2 separate regions of the Mus musculus genome follow, and region 1 is linked to region 2. A link is a contact called in public promoter capture Hi-C data. All regions are on one chromosome and are shown on one strand. Each heading gives the region's core, a stretch centred on a gene start, on an enhancer-like site or on the middle of the called end of the contact. The rest is flanking DNA. Distances are from core to core; before and after follow the strand shown.

Evidence for each region. Promoter capture Hi-C pulls out the DNA fragments that hold promoters and counts their contacts.
Region 1: a promoter capture Hi-C map of liver shows a contact between it and region 2, with 2.3 times the contacts expected there. The contact joins the enhancer-like site here to the promoter of 4930402F06Rik in region 2. A contact is called at or near these places in 4 of 39 promoter capture datasets (HPC-7-derived erythroid cells, embryonic stem cells and liver), 1 of 115 datasets of contacts at active chromatin or transcription factors (large pre-B cells) and 2 of 9 other capture datasets (adipose tissue and embryonic stem cells).

Annotation. Positions count from the first base shown.
Region 1 is chr2:35,847,910-35,850,609 of GRCm38.p6, reverse strand. All of the region lies in intron 6 of Ttll11 (tubulin tyrosine ligase-like family, member 11), which reads left to right. Among named protein-coding and RNA genes, the nearest start is that of Gm10829, 7.8 kb to the right of the region's middle. Within about 2 kb of position 1,284, at least 11 of the 459 cell types and tissues checked have an H3K27ac peak or open chromatin away from gene starts, as enhancers often do.
Region 2 is chr2:35,395,913-35,398,612 of GRCm38.p6, reverse strand. 4930402F06Rik (RIKEN cDNA 4930402F06 gene) reads left to right here and starts at 1,439. Exons shown (of 6, transcript NM_001080709.2): 1 at 1,439-1,707.

The sequences.
Region 1 (2,700 bases), core at 35-2,534, 450 kb before region 2:
CGAATACTGCAAGAATCCAGAGAGGAGAAGTCAAGGCGCTCTAACCTCACTAAGGAAAGGTTGGGGTGGGGGGGAGAGAGAGGAGAGAGGAGAGATTTTTCTTGAGACTCTGGAGTACTCTAGAATCATGCTGCTAACCCAAGGTGGGCAGGAGGTGTGAGGATGAAGCAGGTCCCTCCTACAGGGTCCTTGCGATGTCATTATCTGGATGCAAGCTCCCAACGTTCAAGTACCCTGTCTCAGTGGTCTGTGGGTACTTTAGGTCTGTGTGCAACAGCGATCTGGGCATTTCATAGAGTCTGGAAGGCAGGGGGAGACGGTCGGGCTGAAGAAACTTAAGAACATATATCACTCCCCTTCAGATAAGAAGCTCAGTCGAGCAGCTTGTTTTAATTTTTCAGCCCTGTGGTCTCCTTAGTAGTCTGCCTGGGCGAGGTCTGCATACACACCAGGGCTTCAGAGGATGCTGGGCAGTCTGGTGCCATTAGCATGTGCTCTTTGCCCAGGGCACATTAGATCATTACCAAGCACTCAGAGTATTTGACAAATGGGATAGCTGCCGCTCAGGCAATTTCCCAGTGAATGGCTGAGCCAGGTGGAGTGGGCAGATAGGCGGCCTGACTGAACAGGGGAAGCTAATACTAATCATTAGGTCTTTGAACCTTACCGTGTTCCCAATTAATGGCCGAATAAAATGAAACAAGTAATTAGATGGATTCCAACCCACTAGCTGCGCTTCCCTGCTTGAGTGCCTCCCACCTCCTTACCTCTCAAGGCAGAGCAGCGACTCCGCACAGACGAGCAGTGTGGGCTTAGGATACGGATAGTGGATAGCATTAATAGCTGCTAGCCACTGAAAATGTAAAAAGGGCACTTAGGAAGATCCAAGTTCAATGCTAGGATGTTGGCATTTGAACAGTGATGACCTGTCTGCTCCATCTTAGAGACACAAAGGTCAGGATGAGAGAAGCATGAAGTGCCACCAGGACCACCTGGTTGGGTGGCTGGCGGCGGGGGGGGGGGGGGGGGACGGGGGGGGGGACGGACGGGACCAAAGCTGACTGGCCCCAGGCGAGCTATTTTCTTGCTGAAGCAGGAGACCTTCCCAGGCTCACTGATGTGAAATCCACTTTAAAGACTTTCACCAGCCAGCAAATGGTCCCATTTGTTGGTGTGTTGTAAGCTGTGGGGCATGGTTTTAGTTTTTATGTGGCTGAGAAAGCGCCACTTTACCTCTGTGCTGTCTTCAGAATGATCACTTCCTGTGTTTCACTCCAATTGTGTGAGTGAAGCTGAGCCCCCGGGGGGCCAAGCCTCGAACACACAAAGCCTTTCTTTCTCCCTGGGGACTTTGTGTGTTTGGACCCATAATCTACGCAAATCCCAGAACACTGTGCAGTGGGAGCTTCATTCTAGAATAGCTGAGAGTGAGGCTCCCTCCATTTCACCTTCACCTCCAGCTCACTCTACAGCCAGTCAGGCCCCAGTCACCCTTAAGGGACTCTCCGGACTCCCAGACTTCTGTGACCTTCTGTTTAGTGACTTCTTGTGTTTATTCCCCATAAATAAAATCCTAACATGATTGGTACACTTGTCACTGATGAACAAAATGTAAGTTTGGTCGCTTAAAATGGGAATTCTTTTTCTATAATCATGCACAGCTTTATTTTTTGAATTCAATACTCACTGAGGTGATTTAGGGTCTTCATTTTGATCATCTTGCCAAGGACGAGTGATTCAGACCCAGTCTCCCACATAGCTAGGGTGGCCCAGTGACCAGTCTAGAGTCACCTCTCGAGGGTAGAACACTCGTCTTCAGCATTGCTGTCACTCTTCCTCACTCAGTGGCATGAGTGTGTCCTGGCCCTCATGCCTCTTTGTCATCTCTTAGTCCAGAGCCCAGTTCAGGCTACAAACAAGCATGAGTGCAGGGAACAAGAGAGCAGAGGCTTGCATCAGTGCCCCTGATGGGCGTCACCAGTCTTACTTAGCGTGCTGACCACTCCTGTGCCACAAGCTGCCCATGTCCCCAGTCCTCCTAGAATAACACATCAACTTTTCTGGAGATTCCACATAGCTGCAGGGCCTCGAGACTCATTTCATGTTTGAGGAGCCTGCTTTGTTAAGTTGAAGCTCTCTTCAACTTAACTGAAAGGTTCTACTTACTGTAAATAAAGGTGGTATCTGATAAGGTAAAGAGTTTTTTTTTTCACAAATGAGAAGAAATGAGGCACTTTATGCGAATGTGACAAATGTATGTTGTCTGCACATAAAACTTAATAAGAGACTTAACACCAGACTTTGAGACTCGGTTCTGTGTGTGGTGCAGTGAGGACGTGAACGCACGTGGTAGGCTGTAGGCTGACTGCAGGTGTCTTCCCTTGATTACTGTCCACCTTTCTTTTTGAGATAAGGTGCCTCAGTGAATCCAGAGCTCATAGATTTAGCCATAGAAGGACTCAGGGACCCTTCTGTCCCCTTCCCTCACAGCACTTGGTTACAGGTACATGCCACCACGAATGATTGCCATGCTTGCATAGCAACCTTACCAAGCAAACTATCCTGAGCCCCTGCTTGTGATCCTAACTGTGGTCTCCTGGGAATGTGTACGTGTTTAAACCTCCACTTGTATAGTCTAAATTTATAAAAGGTTCATGCGCTAATAAAACTATGCCTGTCGATCGTCAGGTTTTCCCAGAA
Region 2 (2,700 bases), core at 190-2,689:
TGGATAGACTGGCTGGACTCCAAGCTGCAGGTCATGGTCTGCAGTCTTCACAACAGCAGCCCTGGAGTTCCAGTGGCATGCCCTCACACCTAGACAGTTTATGGGCGTTCTCTGGGATCAGATTAGTGTTCACGTGGCAGACACATTATCAGCTGAGCCATCTTTCCAGCCTAGGCATGCTCCCCACTCCCTCCCAGTGTAACAGACATCGGGCTTGTCTACAAGGGAGTTGCTAGGTTGGGTGGACAGAGGTAACAAGGCTCATTCTAACTGGATGGCACCAGTCAATGTGGGGTCCCAGACTGAATACAAAGGAGAAGGCAGGCAGAGCATCAGCATCTCTCTGCTTCTCGACTGGAGATGGGACCAGCTCTCTCACATCCCTGCTACTAGCATTTCCATCTGTGGTCCAGCAGACAGAACCTTTTCCCTGTGGTTCACAAGCTGCGACCTCGGGGTTTCAGCTTGGGTTCAGGTTGAGGCTCTATGCCAGTGCCATGGCCAACAGGGTTCCGTGCTGCTCGCAGGGCAGTAAGTCCTGGCCTCCTTGTCTCCCCACAGCAGCACATCAGCGGCTCTCAGCTCACATCTCCCTTCCAGCCCTCGCAGCCACTTGGCAATGACAGTGGCTGCATTTGCATTTTTTTTTTTTTTTTTTTTTTTGCTTGTCCTAACTGGATCGTGAGTGTGGGTGCTACTGGCATGTAGTGGGTGGATACAAGGGCACTGCTAAGTGATTCACACTTGCACAGGGTGGCAAACTTCACCCCATCTCAAGAAATGTCATTCGTGGCAATCTTGGAGCGGCTGGAATTACACTCTTTCAGAGTTCACTAACAGATTTATCTGTTTGCCTGTGTGGGAAACTCTAAAGCTCCACTTCCTCCCTAGAAACCAGAGCTAAGACAAAGCAGTTCCCTCTCGTGGACACCAGGGGGCAGGAGTTCCAAAGAGAACCAGTTTCTGGAGTGATGAAAACATTCTTTTTGGTGCTATTAAAGGCAGCGTCATTTGTATAAATGCTATTGATCCTTCATATAAATGGAACTAGCTCTATAGCTTAGTGGTGCTGTAGGTGTACTGTGCAGTTTATCAAATAAACAGGTAGAAATCAACCCTACATATACCACAGTTAATAAAGAAGGCATAAGGGAAGTAGGAGGGAATCTTAACGCTGACTTAGAGGAGAGACACATTGCTTATGTGCGCCAAGGGTGCTACTGTTTGTAGGTGTGGTATGGTTGAGATGTGGTTCTCCCCGTGGAGTTCACACTGAGGTTTGGTTCCAGTGGATAGTGCTGTGTTAGGCATTGACTAGGGATTAATGCTTTTCTATGAGTGAGCTGTCGCTCTGGAGATGGGCTTCTGTGACATGGTTGTTAGCAAGCCTGGCAGCTCCCCTCCACCACTCAAACCCATGCTCCGCTCCACACAGTGCCTCTGGCTGACTGCCACATGGTTTTCAACAGAAACTGAATGGATTCTGGGACATCTGGAGCTGGAGGAACATTTTTTTTTCTTTTTGTAAAGCACCCAGCTTCGGTATTTTGGTGGTAGCAACACAACACACACCAAGAAGTGATCTGGAATTCAGTGGCCCTTGCTTCAACTGCTCTATCAAGGGGAGCTATAGCCTTCAACAACCTGTCCCACCCCTCTCTGGGCTACTCAACTTTATAGGTGACACTGGTCATCAGCATCCATTGGGTAAGAAAGCATCCCAGTAGCGGCGACCACTTGACGACCTCCTCCAGGGTTTCTTGGGCAGCTTACTGCTTTGTATATTTATCAGGTGGACAGGAGACAGTCGGACACTCCCTGTGGTGGAACACCGTCTCCAGAATCCACAGGCAGCCCAACGGAGTTTTTGTCTTTCTTAGTGGCAAGGGACACAACATTTATTCACAATTTACAATTGGCTGCATCTTGGAATTTCCTGGATTGAGAATATTCACATCTGGATCCCATCCAAAGATTGCTGCTGTTCAGTTGTCTTGGTGTAGGCTTGACATCGGGGGTTTTAAAACTTTCCTGTGGGACTGTTAGTCTTGGGACCTTGGAAATGACTGCCATTAGAACAATTTGCTTTTTGTGCATGGCTTTTATTTTGATGTTGTCTTTTTTGGTTTGGGTTTTGGGTTTTTTGTTGTTGTTGTTGTTGTTGTTTCTGTTTCTGTTTTGTTTTGTTTTGGTTTTGGTTTGGCATTTGTTAAAGTTCTTAAATTTCTCTATTAATCATTTTCTTCTAAATTGAATTTGGAAATTTTGGGTTAAATTTGATTTCTGCTCCATTTTCTGCTTTATTAAATTTGTTATATCTTATTTGTGTGGAGGTCCCCTTTAGAGGTCATAGGACAACTTGAGGGAATCAGTTCTGTTGTTTTACTATGTAGGTCTCAGTGACTGAACTCAGGTCCTCAGACTTAGCAGCAAGCACCCTCACTCACTGAGCCATCTTGCTGGCCCATTCCACTTTATCTATGAAACCAGATATATACACATGATAAACATTTTTTAAAAAGATTTATTCATTTATGTATATAAGTGATGCATTTGCATGTGTGTGTACATGACAGAGAGAACATCAGATCTTATTACAAATGTTTGTGAGACATCTTGTTGCTGCTGGAATTGAATTCAGGACCTCTGGAAGAACAGCTAGTGTTTCTTAACTGCCGAGCCATCTCTCCAATCCCAGCT